3 separate regions of the Sus scrofa genome follow, and all the other regions are linked to region 1. The links are chromatin contacts, called in public HiChIP or PLAC-seq maps. All regions are on one chromosome and are shown on one strand. The core of a region is the stretch at or near the end of the contact, and the rest is flanking DNA. Distances in the headings are between cores, read along the strand shown.

Evidence for each region. HiChIP or PLAC-seq counts read pairs in DNA pulled down with a chosen protein or histone mark.
Region 2: an H3K27ac HiChIP or PLAC-seq map of skeletal muscle shows a contact between it and region 1, with 6 times the contacts expected there. The contact joins two enhancer-like sites. A contact is called at or near these places in 1 of 47 Hi-C or Micro-C datasets (skeletal muscle) and 1 of 2 datasets of contacts at active chromatin or transcription factors (skeletal muscle).
Region 3: a contact with region 1 is called in an H3K27ac HiChIP or PLAC-seq map of skeletal muscle, with 6 times the contacts expected there. The contact joins two enhancer-like sites. A contact is called at or near these places in 2 of 47 Hi-C or Micro-C datasets (embryonic fibroblasts and skeletal muscle) and 1 of 2 datasets of contacts at active chromatin or transcription factors (skeletal muscle).

The regions. Positions count from the first base shown.
Region 1 is chr1:139,431,979-139,436,249 of Sscrofa11.1, reverse strand. LOC106509041 reads left to right here. Exons shown (of 3, transcript XM_021084942.1): 3 at 1-1,246. Among named protein-coding and RNA genes, the nearest start is that of ALDH1A3, 17 kb to the left of the region's middle. Within about 2 kb of position 2,224, at least 28 of the 83 cell types and tissues checked have an H3K27ac peak or open chromatin away from gene starts, as enhancers often do. A contact at or near this core is called in skeletal muscle, where this site is marked.
Region 2 is chr1:139,260,066-139,263,873 of Sscrofa11.1, reverse strand. No RefSeq gene overlaps it. Among named protein-coding and RNA genes, the nearest start is that of ASB7, 71 kb to the right of the region's middle. Within about 2 kb of position 2,078, at least 13 of the 83 cell types and tissues checked have an H3K27ac peak or open chromatin away from gene starts, as enhancers often do. A contact at or near this core is called in skeletal muscle, where this site is marked.
Region 3 is chr1:139,239,019-139,242,854 of Sscrofa11.1, reverse strand. ASB7 (ankyrin repeat and SOCS box protein 7) reads right to left here. Exons shown (of 6, transcript XM_003121646.4): 6 at 2,649-3,836. Among named protein-coding and RNA genes, the nearest start is that of ASB7, 50 kb to the right of the region's middle. Within about 2 kb of position 1,779, at least 6 of the 83 cell types and tissues checked have an H3K27ac peak or open chromatin away from gene starts, as enhancers often do. A contact at or near this core is called in skeletal muscle, where this site is marked.

The sequences.
Region 1 (4,271 bases), core at 975-3,474:
GGCCTGCCAAGGGCAATTCAAAGAAAGAAGGTGTACTTTAAGTTAGCCCTATTTTCTGGAACTGGTAGGAATGTCTTCCTTTTTCGGGTTTCTGCCCATGGTTACCTTGCCAGGTTTCCCAGTCCCTCCATGTCTCCTCCCTGGCCTCATCCCAGCTTCTGGGGCACGATTTCCCATCACATCTGCCTTGGGACGAGTGCCCAGCCATCTTCCATGAGGGCCTCTGGACAGAGAGGCCTCCACAGCTGGAGACACACAGACCTCTGGCAACCCCAGGCCGGGGAGCCACTGGGAAGCGATTTGATTGTGTGCTCACCCAGCCCTGCTCCGTGGCCGTGACACAGCCCGATTACTCCCTTCTCCCAGGAGCTTCCTATCTCCGGCTGAGTTGCTGTTTGGAAAATGTGCGGCTCAGAAAGGGGAATAGAAGGTGGTAGCATCATAAACTGGGAAGCAAAGGGTATTTACATATTTTCAGGAGATGTCCAGGCTGCTGGACATGTTGGGTGACAGGTTTATTGTTGTTCCTTGGAGAAGTGAGTCCTAACTCTTTAAACCTGCCAGAGTCATCACTACCAGGATCTGACTCTCATCTCTTAGAAGGCATTACATTGCTTTAATATGCAACAGTCTAACATAACATTAAATCATTTTTTAAAGTTTCATCTAGTTGAGCCTGAGCCAAGGTATTCTTGGGTTGGGTTTTTTTTGCACAGCCCCCGCCCCCCTTTTAATAGAGTTAAAAAGAAACACCGACAAAATACCTATCGAGTGATTTCACTCTTGCCAGCGTCCAAGAGTGATCTGCGTAAGTGGGCCCTCTGGGTTTCCAGCAGCCTCTCACTGTGGCTTCACCCTCAAGATCAGTGAGTATTTTCAAGGGCCCACCGCATGCACCGGCCTACGAAGTGGGAGGTGGAAGGATGTGGTGGGCTGGCTGCTGACTAGAAAATTCTCCGTTTTCTAAGGGGTGTCAAGGACTTGGTTGGAGAGACTAGGGAAAGTGCAAATGCTTTTGCCTCCATTTCATAAAGCAATGCTTTTGCAAAGCTGTCACCTCATCTCTGTTCCATTCCCTCCGCAAAAAATCACTCAATCACAGAATAAGGGCAGCCCTGTGAGGAAGGCTTCTTTCCTCCACCCACCAAACCATCCTATACTCCTCCTCATGCAGGACACCTTTTTTTAAAAAAACTCTCTCTCTTTTTTTTCTTTGCTTTTTAGGGCCACACCTGTGGCATATGGAAGTTCCCAGGCTAGGGGGGGTTGAATCAGAGCTACAGCTGCCAGCCACAGCCACAGCAACACAGGGTCCAAGCCACGTCTGAGACCTACATCACAGCTCACAGCAACACCAGATCCTGAGCGAGGCCAGGGATCGAACCCACATCTTATGGATACTAGTCGGGTTCATTACCACTAAGCCGCCACGGAAACCCCTCATTCCGGACACCTTTCGAACTTCCAAACAACCCTCAGTAAACTCCTCCTTGGGTTGTTTTGGTCATTCATGTGTTGATCTCCCTGGCTGATAAGAGAGGAGCCCAGTCTTGACCACCCTAGAATCTTGGTGGCCTTCCAGAGTCTTTTGGTGACTCCATGAATGTAGCAGGACCCCCACCCCAAATACACAGCCAGGAATATGGGGAGCCTGAGCTTCCTTTTTGCCATCCAGCCTCCCGTTCCCACACAACACGTATACCCGGTCCTGGTTCCCCCATGACTCCCTGGTCCTGACTCCCTCTCCCCTTGCACCCACCCTCCTTCTCCCACCTCAGGGCTTCCAGCCCGCTGGGGGCAATGTGAGGACACAGGTGAGGCCGAAGGGCTCTCCCAGCCTCAGCCCCTTCTGGGGACTGGCCTGCGTCCTTGGGACGGGGCGATAGGAAGAGATGCTGGGTCGGCAGAGGCCAGATGGCTGCCTGAAGTCTAGGCAGGAAGATGGTCCTTGGGGGCCCTGCATGGTTTGAGGACTTGCTAGATAATCCGGGCTTGGTCCTCCAGGGACCTGGCCCCTCAGGAGCCTCTTCCTGGGCCTTGTGCCACCTTGGCCTCTGCCCAGAGACGGGGTGGGGGGGGGCGTGTCGAGCTCTCCCTGAGACGCCGGGGTCCTGTGTCGCAAGCCTGGCCTCTTCCCAGGGCCTGGAAGACCGTCTCCTGGGCCTGGCTTCTCCTCCCCAGCCGGCTGGGCCAGTCTGGAAACAATGACTGCAGCCAGAAACTGCTTCTCACGGGGTTTTGGAAAACCGCGGCGGGACATCGGCAAGCAGCTCTGGCACAGGCCTGGGGCTCAGGAGAGGAGCTGCTTCCTCGCTGGGAGGGTGCAGAGGAAGTGGCAGACACAATGGACAGCATTGTGAATTCTCCCCGGAAGCTCAGCTCTGCGTGGCTTTCAGGGAAATTGACTCGGGGACAGCTCGGTCTGTTCCAAAGCAACAGCTTTCTGTGATTATGTGGGTCCCAGGCTGGGACAAACCCGCCCTCCCTACCTCATTAACAACAAGGCCAGCAGGGCCCAGCCATGCCATGGGGGTTGGGGGGACAGGGGGGGAGGGCTTTGTGCCCTAATTCGTCAGGCAAGGGCTGAGGGTAGGAAATCAGAACAACAATGCATCTTAGAGCAGAAGCTGTCTGTGGAGGGAGTGCAGCTTTGATGTGGGGCCCTGTCCTGATTAGGGCTGATGGCTGGGGCCCGTCAGTGCTCCAGGAAGGTGGCATAAGCCGGGATGGCATTTGGGATATGGGTTTTTGCACCTGGGTCTGATGAGGTTTGATGGGGTTTAACACATGCAAACAGCAGCTTTTGTTCTGCAGGACAAAGGCCTCCCCAGCCTGGGTCTGGGCTGAGACCCCGTGGCACCCGTTTCCTCTCCATCGCCTCTTGTCACTCTCCTTGTCGACGTTTAATTAGGACAACGAGCTTTCACAGGCTCATTTCGCACTCCAGCAACTTTCTAACACTTCCTAACGAGGAGGCTGGAGCCTGAGGACGGGAAGAAGAGGGGGGCTGGGGGCAGGAGGGAAGGACCGTTGAGGGGGCTGGGAGGGGCCGGGCAGGGGGTGTGTGGAGAAGAGCACAACAGGCGCAGAGGAAGCTCCAAACCACACCGGCTCCTTGGGGAACTGGGGATGGATCTGAGAAGAAAAGAAAAGAAAATAAATCCTAACTGGCCTTTGTTTTCTGGGTGGCCAGACAGTAATTTTCCCCAAATTCTTTATGGTTCCGGAAAAGAAAGCAAAGGATCAATCAGTGTTGACTTTGTGACTTTCAGAACTGGATCACAGAGGCTGTTAACACCTTCAACTCCTCTAACTCTCAGACAAGCCTCTCCCATCCACTGGGTTTTGAACAACCAGAGCCATGGTGACAGTACCCCACCTCTCAACCCATTCCTGAGCCAGACTCAGACAGGAGGAATGCGTGTCCCTGTGTGATTGGTGGGGATGCCACATTAAATGTACAGTCCTGCTGACCTTGATGGAGATGTTGGCTTTCTCCTGCCCGAAGAGATGGAGCTGGGGGGGATGGAGGATCCCTGTGTATCTTTGCCTATTTTAGTCAGTATAGTTCCAGTCACGCTGCAGTAACAAATACCCAGAATGTAAGTGTTTAAAACCCACAAAGATTCTTTTCTTCTGCTACACATCCACGGTCAGTTGGTTAGGAGCTCTGTGACACATCTCCCACAGCCCTAAGCTGATGAATCATTGTTTCCTTATTGGCACTGCTGATGATTGGTTTGTAGAGGGGGAAAGATGATGACGGTGCCTTGGCTCCCAAAGTGCCCTCAGTGACCCACATCAGTCTTGCTCACATTTCACAAGCCAAAGAAAGTTACAGATAGATTTCTAAAACTTCCACAGAGGGGAGATATGTCCTCCAGTCATGTTTCTAGAAGTTAGAAAGAGGAATATTTGGTTATTACACTACATCTCCTGTTGTATTTGTCTATTGCTATGTAACTGATCACCCCAAAATCTGTTGGCTTAAAGCAATAAATGTGTCCTTACTAAGAAGTCTGGGAACAGCTTAACTGGATGATTCTGGATGAGGGTCTCACCTGAGGATTCAGTGTAGATGTTTGCTAGGGCCGTGTGATCTGAAGATTTGACTGGTTGGATAGTCTGCTGCCAAGAGGGCGCCTTACAAGGCTGTTGGCAGGAGGCCTCAGTTCCTTACCACATGGGTCTTTCTACTGGGCTGCCCAAGAGTATTTGTGATGTGGTACCTCATTTTTCCTAAAAATAGTGATCTGAGAGAAAGAAAGGAA
Region 2 (3,808 bases), core at 829-3,328, 170 kb after region 1:
AACTCGCCTGTCCAGATTTCCAAAGTTTTCATCATCCCAGCTCTTCCCATAATTCAAACCAACCTCACCTGTCATATACACCTTCCTCTCCTTGGTGTAACTGCTTCTGTGGACCATTTCCAAGCCATGGGCCAGGGATGACAGTAGGGGAGCTGTGGGGGAGCCCCCAGCAGAACCCCAGGCCTGCCCACTTTCCTACCTAAATATAGGGCTCCCCTGCCCAGGCCCAGCCACCTCCAGGGTACGGTGGTACTGCCAAGGAGCCTCTAGCCCCTGGGACTCCCTGGCCTGAAAGCACCCCTACACATGGCTCTGTTGTAACCACCATTCTCGAACACATCCCTTCTCTTGTTGGCTCTAAGTTTGCCCCTGGGATGTAGGCACCAGCCCAGAATGCTGGCACTGGAACATAGTCACTGGGACATAGGCACAGGGTCCACGCTCTTGTCTAGCCTGGGCGCCCACATTGACACATCTTCACACGACTGGGATGCTGATGTCTTCTCTCTGGTAAGTAGCCTCAGGGAGCAGCCATTTCCTTCCATCACCTGCCCCCCTCGAACAAAACTGTGCTTCTTTGCCCTGCCTGAGCATGGGGTGGTCCTAGGAGAGCCCCCCACCAGGGCTGCATTTCCCACCTCCCTTGCGTTCACATGAGGCCCCGTGACTGGTTTTCATGCCAATGGAATGTAAGCTGATGGGCCGAGTGTCACCTCTAGGCTGAGGTTCTCAAGGAGCAGAAGAGACTCGCCCATCCTCTTCTGGAAAGAGTAAAAGCCAAGGGTCCGGGGGATGCCAAAGACACAAAATGGAAGGGTCCCAGCCCCTGGCATAACACACGGGAGACAAGCTGCTCGTTGACCAAGAGTGCCTGCCTTGGACTATTACCCAAGAGAGACATGAGGTCCATTGTGCCAAGGGGGAGCATTTGTTACAGCGGCCAGTGTTGCCTGCACTCCTCTAATGGCCATCTCTGGCCCACCCTCCCACATGGCTAACTTCCCTGCAAGGGTTGGACCAAAGTCCCAGGGGCCGGGGGCAGCTGCGGCGGTCTGGAACATCCAGAGCTTTTGGCGAGATGACTTCTCCTGTCCCTTGAGGGTTAACCCCAGTCAGTTCCCCTCTCCTCACAAAGACATGGCAGTGCTGCCAGGGAGCAGTGAGGACATAGGGTTTGTTCCCCACTGGAGGTGAGGCTGCCATGGTGTCAAACCCCAGGTGTGCATCTGCACCCTGAGTGCACAGTAGCCCACCTGTCACTACCTCAGGTCTCACACCTGCTAAGCCAGGTAATGATGTCTTTCCCACAGGAACGACGTGAGGCTTTCAAAGCATAAGTGCCCCCAAAGTACCTGGAGCAGTGTGAGGGCTCAGGAAGCATTAACGCTCTTCCACCCCTGTCCCTCTTCCTGAGGAAAAATCCACACACAAAACCATAGCTGGCTGTCTGAAAATCACCTGGAGAAGAAGTTCCTATTATGGTTCAGCAGGTTAAGAAGCCAACTGGTATCCATGAGGATGTGGGTTCAATCTGTGGCCTCACTCAGTGGGTTAAGGATCCAGCGTCGCTATAAGCTACACTATAGGTTGCAGACAAGGCTCAGATCCTGTGTTGCTGTGGCTGTGAATGTGGTGTAGGCCAGCAGCTGTAACTCCAATTCAACCCCTAGCCCGGAACTTCCATATGCTGTAGGTGTGGCCCTTAAAAAAAAATAAAAAAAGAAGAAGAAGAAAGAAAGGGAGGGAGGAAGGAAGGAAGGAAAGAAAGATAATCACCTGGAGAAGCAAAAAGGACAAGCCAGATGGGGTACATTACTTCCAACATCCTAACTGGAGTGAGTTCAACAGGGCTGGCATGTCTCAGGGAGGTCAGTGGACTGGGCCTCATCAGGAAGGCCACCCAGGCCTGTCACGACCATTTATCAAACTCCCAGCCATGGCAAGAGGCCCAAAAAAGACCCCTTCACTCCCACCTAGGCCCAGCTCATGACAGGAAGCAGCTGGCCCAGAGCTCTTTACAACAGGCCCTGCAGGGGTGCGGCTTCCTCCCACCTCTGATCAGAATCAGCACTGACCCTTTACTTACTCGGATGCTGTCCAAGTCTTCGCTCTGGAAGGCACACCGCCCTGCAGCTGTCTGATGAGGAGGGGACACACTGGCTGTCTCCCTGGATGGGCTCCAGCTCTCCATCCCCCAGGCCCACCCTTGCCCTCCACGCCTCCTCATGCACCTGGGCAGCCCAACTGGGGTGTCCTAGGAAGTGCACCTCACACCCTGAGCTCAGCAAGAGCATCCGCCGGAACCCAGGCTCAGGGGCCTGCTTGTCATCTGTCATCTCTTCAAGGCTCTGGCCTTTGTTGAAATCCATCTACTGCAACACCCCTTTCCAGAAAGCCTCTCGCTGCCAGAAGATCGGCTCTCAGCAAAGCCCAGCCAAGGGACCAAAGTCAACCGGATGTCACCAGTGACACTGAAGCGCGACTCAGGGCCTCTCGTTTAAAATGAAATCATGTGTGTGTATAACCGATCACTTTGCTGTACAGCAGAAATTGACAGAACACTGTAAGTCAGCAATACTCCAGTCGAATTAAACATTAAGATAAAACAAAACAAAACAAAATAAAATAAAATAAAATAAAATAAAATAAAATAAAATGGAATCTGATACTATACATTTACGTGGGACCTCTACCCTCCATTGACCTGAGATTCCAAACGCCAGCCAAGGTAAGCTCTATCTGGGGAAAGCTGATTAAGTTTTGCCACTGTGGAGCCCATGAGCAGAGTCACATGTACAGGGGCAGCTGGGGAGCTCTGGACAGCCATCATCCCTCCCTTCTTCTCATGGGAGTCAGGGTCTGGGAGGAGAGAGAAATAAAGACATCACCTCCATCCTTGTCCTAAAGAGGCACTTCACCAAGGCAGCTCTTCCCAAAAAGACTGGCCTGGGCACACTCTGCGGCCAGGACCTGAGAGCCTCAGGAGGCCAGGTTCCAGAATAAATAGGGCAAAGCCAACCTCTGTGGCAGGGCCTGACTGCTCCATCCTATAACAATGAACCGGATTCTCTCCCAGAGCTGCATGGCAAAACACAAGCATATGTTGAGGGTCGAAGAGAGGAAAAACCCTCTCTGTCTTTCGTTCTCTGCAGATGGAGGGACAGTCACTTGTGCCCCAGTGCCTCCAAGAAAACCCCACACCCCAGCCAGGCCACCAAATTAAAGGGACAGCTCATGTTTGAAGAAGGGGAAAGTGAGAGGAAAGCATGCATAGATGGAAGCTCTGCACAGCAGGGTGGGAACAAAAAGGGATTTGGAAATAGACGCAGGACTTGTTATGGTCTTTATTGCTGTTGGTAAGATGTCAGCCACAGCAGGGTCTACAGGAATTGGCCTCTGCCTGCACAGATGGTCTCCATAGATGATTAGAGAAGACTTTATTAGAATCCACAATACATTCTGCAAAGATGGAGTTCCCATCATGGCTCTGGATTAAGAACCCAGATGAGGATGAGGATGTGGGTTTGATTCCTGGCCTTGCTCAGTGGGCTAAGGATCTAGTGTTGCCACAAGCTGTGGCTTAGGTCACAGATGCAGCTCAGATCTAGTGTTGCCATGACTGAGGTGTAGGCTGGCAGCTGCAACTCTGATTCGACCCCTAGCCTGGAAACTTCCACATGCTGCACGTCAGGCTGTAATAATTAAAAAAAAAAAAAAAAAAAAAGATTCTTCAAGGAAATTGAGATTTGGAGGCTAGTAAAATACTTAGGCTGAAAATGCCAGTTGCTTTTAAAAGTGGACCCAATCT
Region 3 (3,836 bases), core at 530-3,029, 190 kb after region 1:
CAGGGAAAACAAGCAACCTGAGAACTCAAAAATCAACACCCAAAAGCAACTTGGTGAAGGCTGAGGCCATGACTTGGGCACGCGTATACTTCACTAACGGGTTAAGTGGACGGACATAAGAAAGGGAAAACCTAGAAAGTCTCCAGAGAAACATAAAATGGTCATGTACTGTAAGTCCATGCCCTACAAGTGTCCTTTTTCAGTAAAGAAAACTGAGCAGTGACCTGACCCCAAACTATCAGAGGAAGAAAAGCCCAAGACTAAGCAGCAGGAAAAATATGACTCTGTTTGCCAGATAAAATAGGAAATATCTGCAGCTGGATTACCTCTGCGTCAGTCACAAAGGGTCAGTCTACTCGGCACGTAACCGAGTTTCTCAGCTTCAACTGAGTCCCTTCATCCAAATTAAGCCATCTTGTTTCTGATTCATAAAATACTGTTTCACAGTAAAGTGAGTCACTTCATTACTACCTAATGTAACATAAATTACATTTATATTCATCTACAACAATTTCCTAATTACAAGGAAACAAAGTTCTAAGTGAATTTTAAATTTAAAAAATATTTGTAACAACTACAAACGATGACATGATTTTTTCCTCCAAAGTCATTTCTGCAACAGAAGAGAAATAATCTGCTTTAATCTGATCCCTAACTTCTAATGGTTTATGGGTCTCTAGAATTGATCAATCATTTAGCTTTGGATGCACAGCTGAGATGCAGCAGGAGGCCCTCTGGGCATAGGTAAGTGACAGATGGAAAGGGCACTTCTCAGCACTGGTGGAAGACACTAGTACAGAACAAGAGACCACATACTGCAGCAATGGCACTAGCTCAGGGTTTGATCACACAATTATCCTTTGTAGGACCTTCGGCAAAACATCTGGGTCTTTTCAAATGGGATTGAGCAGGTTAACTGTCACTCAGGAATCAGAGTCTTTCTGAAAGACTAAGAAATACCTCTAGGAGTTCCCTGGTGGCTCAGTGGGTTAAGGATCTGCCATTATCACTGATGTGGCCCGGGTTCAATTCCTGGCCTGAGAAGTACTGCATGCTGCCAAGTGTGGCCGGAAAAAAAAAAAAAATTATCTAAAATGTACCGTGATCTTCGGGAAATGTATTACAAACTTTGAACATGGTTTCTCAGCAGTACATGACAAGTCATGGGCTCCATGGCAGCCATACGCTGTGACATTTACTTTGATTATCTAAGACTTAAGAGACCTTGTAGGTAATGACAGGATAACTAATGATAAAATAATGATGAACTGCCTTTGTATCTTATGAGTCTACATCAACCTAAAAGGCAGTATATAGCAGTGGATATTTACAATCTTTATTGGTAGTTGAGCTAGTATAAATTATAACATCAAAATTTGTAAGACGTGTTAAAAGAACACAAAGTCACACTGTCACATTAATAGAAATTGATGATACAAATCCGATTTTCTTTTATCTTTGAAACCCAACTACATGGGATGTGGAAATTTTTTTATCAAGTAGATAATCTGTTTTATCAATAGCTGGTAAGTCATTTTTGTAAATTGTCTTTCAGCTGAAAAAACAATACACTACTTACATCATATTGGAAGAGGAAAGACCTCAAGATTTCCAAGCAATGCAGCTATTTTTCACATTTGAACTCCCTTGCTGATCATTAGGAATAGTTTCAAATGTCCCATTCTTGGCTTTCACTTGTGCCAAACCCCAGACAAGTCTGTAATGAGGTTACAGTTGCAAAACATCGGATTTCTGCATGGGGTGCTAGCTGGCCTGTCCTCCCTTCTTCTTAGCACACCATCATTCATTAGTCTGAGGTCTCTCCTGAATCAAGCTGTGCTTATGATATATAGAGGAAATAGGAAATCAAAGTTATTCTGCTTCTAGTTCTTACAAGCTAATAAACTACCTCAAATTCATTGTTTAACTGAATTTACTGTTCTGTGTGATGCTGTGGTCCAAAATGTTGAGGTGGACACGGCCCCAAAAGGATCAGAGCTGGATCACACTCAAGAATGGGATAGAGGGAGTTCCCATCGTGGCTCTGTGCAAACGAATCTGACTAGCATCCACGAGAACACAGGTTCGATCCCTGGCCTCGCTCAGTGGGTTAAGGAACCAGTGTTGCTGTGAGCTGTGGTGTAGGTCACAGACGTGGCTCAGATCTAGCATTGCTGTGGCTGTGGCTGGAAGCTACAGCTCTGATTCGACCCCTAGCCTGGGAACCTCCATGTGCCGAGGGTGTGGCCCTAAAAAGAAAAAAAAAAAAAAAAAGTAATAGAATAGCTACAGAGTTTCCTGGTGGCTTAGCAGGTTAAGGATCTAGTGTCACAGCTAGGGTGTGGGCTGCTGCTGTGGCGTGCGTTTAATCCCTGGCCAAGGGAACCTCTGCATGCTGTGAGTGTGGCCAAAAAATAAAAAAGAGAGAGAGAATGGAATAATCTTTTGTTGGTGGGTGTTTGCAGAATGCATTAAAAGGGGTGGGGGGCTTCCTTATCTGATCTAAAATAGTGCTGTTAACTATCTCACCTTCTTACACAATTCCCAATTATCTAAAATGCTGATGAATGAGATTTCTCTTTTTCTTTACCAAATAGCTAGTAAGTATTAAAGTTAAGAGAGACTAGAAATAAAAGACAATTCCAATATATTTTAAATCAGATTTAAGGTTTTGTGTTTTTTTTTTTTAATTCAAATTGACCCAAAGCAAAACTTACATTACAAAGGAAGAACAAAATACATTACGATATAATGCACTAGGAGTTACAGGAAAGCTAAATTTGTGTGCACAGGGCCTCATCCCAACCACATTCTGGGCTGATGAACAATTCTGCAGGAGAGTTAGAATCTCAGTTTTTGTATGGTCCACTCTGGTGATTAAACTACACATTCTTGTCTCTCAGGGTGTGCATCTGACAAAGCAAGCTAGACTCCCTCACGCTCCAGATGTGTACTCTGGCTACTGCCAGAACACTGAATTCTCCAGCGGAAATGCTGTTCCAAGCATGACTGATAATGAATTAAAAAAAAAAACAAAATAGTCAAATCCTCCAAACTAACAAGCACAGATTATTCTGTAGTAAATAGTTTAGAAATATGGGAATTAAATAATCTAAAAAAACTCTTACTCTGCTGTACATTTATAAACACAAATATTTACACACACGCACATACACACACACACACAATCTTCTGTTTTCAAAAGATGAGGTTTGCAGTTCGTTAATGACCATAATCTTTTATGAGCTGGTTTCTTTGGTGTACTTGCCAAATATATTTTCATAAAGGTTTAGTAGTAGGCTTAAATAAATTTCAAAAGAAACATAGAAGGATCAGTGACAAATTTGATACTATTCTGAACATTTCAGTCAAGGTTCTGGAAAAACCAATCCACTAATTTTTCTGAACATACTTGTTCTCATTTTGTGACCACAGAATGCTTCTCTGTCAAACTCAAATGCAGACCTGCACATTCGCCCTGTGTTCCACCATTTACCAATTTTGAGACATTTTAATTATTGTTAAATATGATATGCGATTGGGATTTTATTAACAGCAAAAATAAAACATCCTTTTTAAACTTCCAGATCAAACCTCAAACAATAAATAATGAAATTATACAATTCTTCATTAAATAGAAATTTTGATTCCAAGAAGAATTCTCATAATTTTTTTTCTGAAGTCACAGCAGCAATACAGAACAAAGAATTTACCTTCTTCTGATCTTTTATTTGGAATTCCCTGACAAACTCAATGGCTTGGTTTGGAAACCTCTGAACGGCTGGGGAAAGAAAATCATTTTAAACTAACTGACTAAATTAATAGATACATGAGGA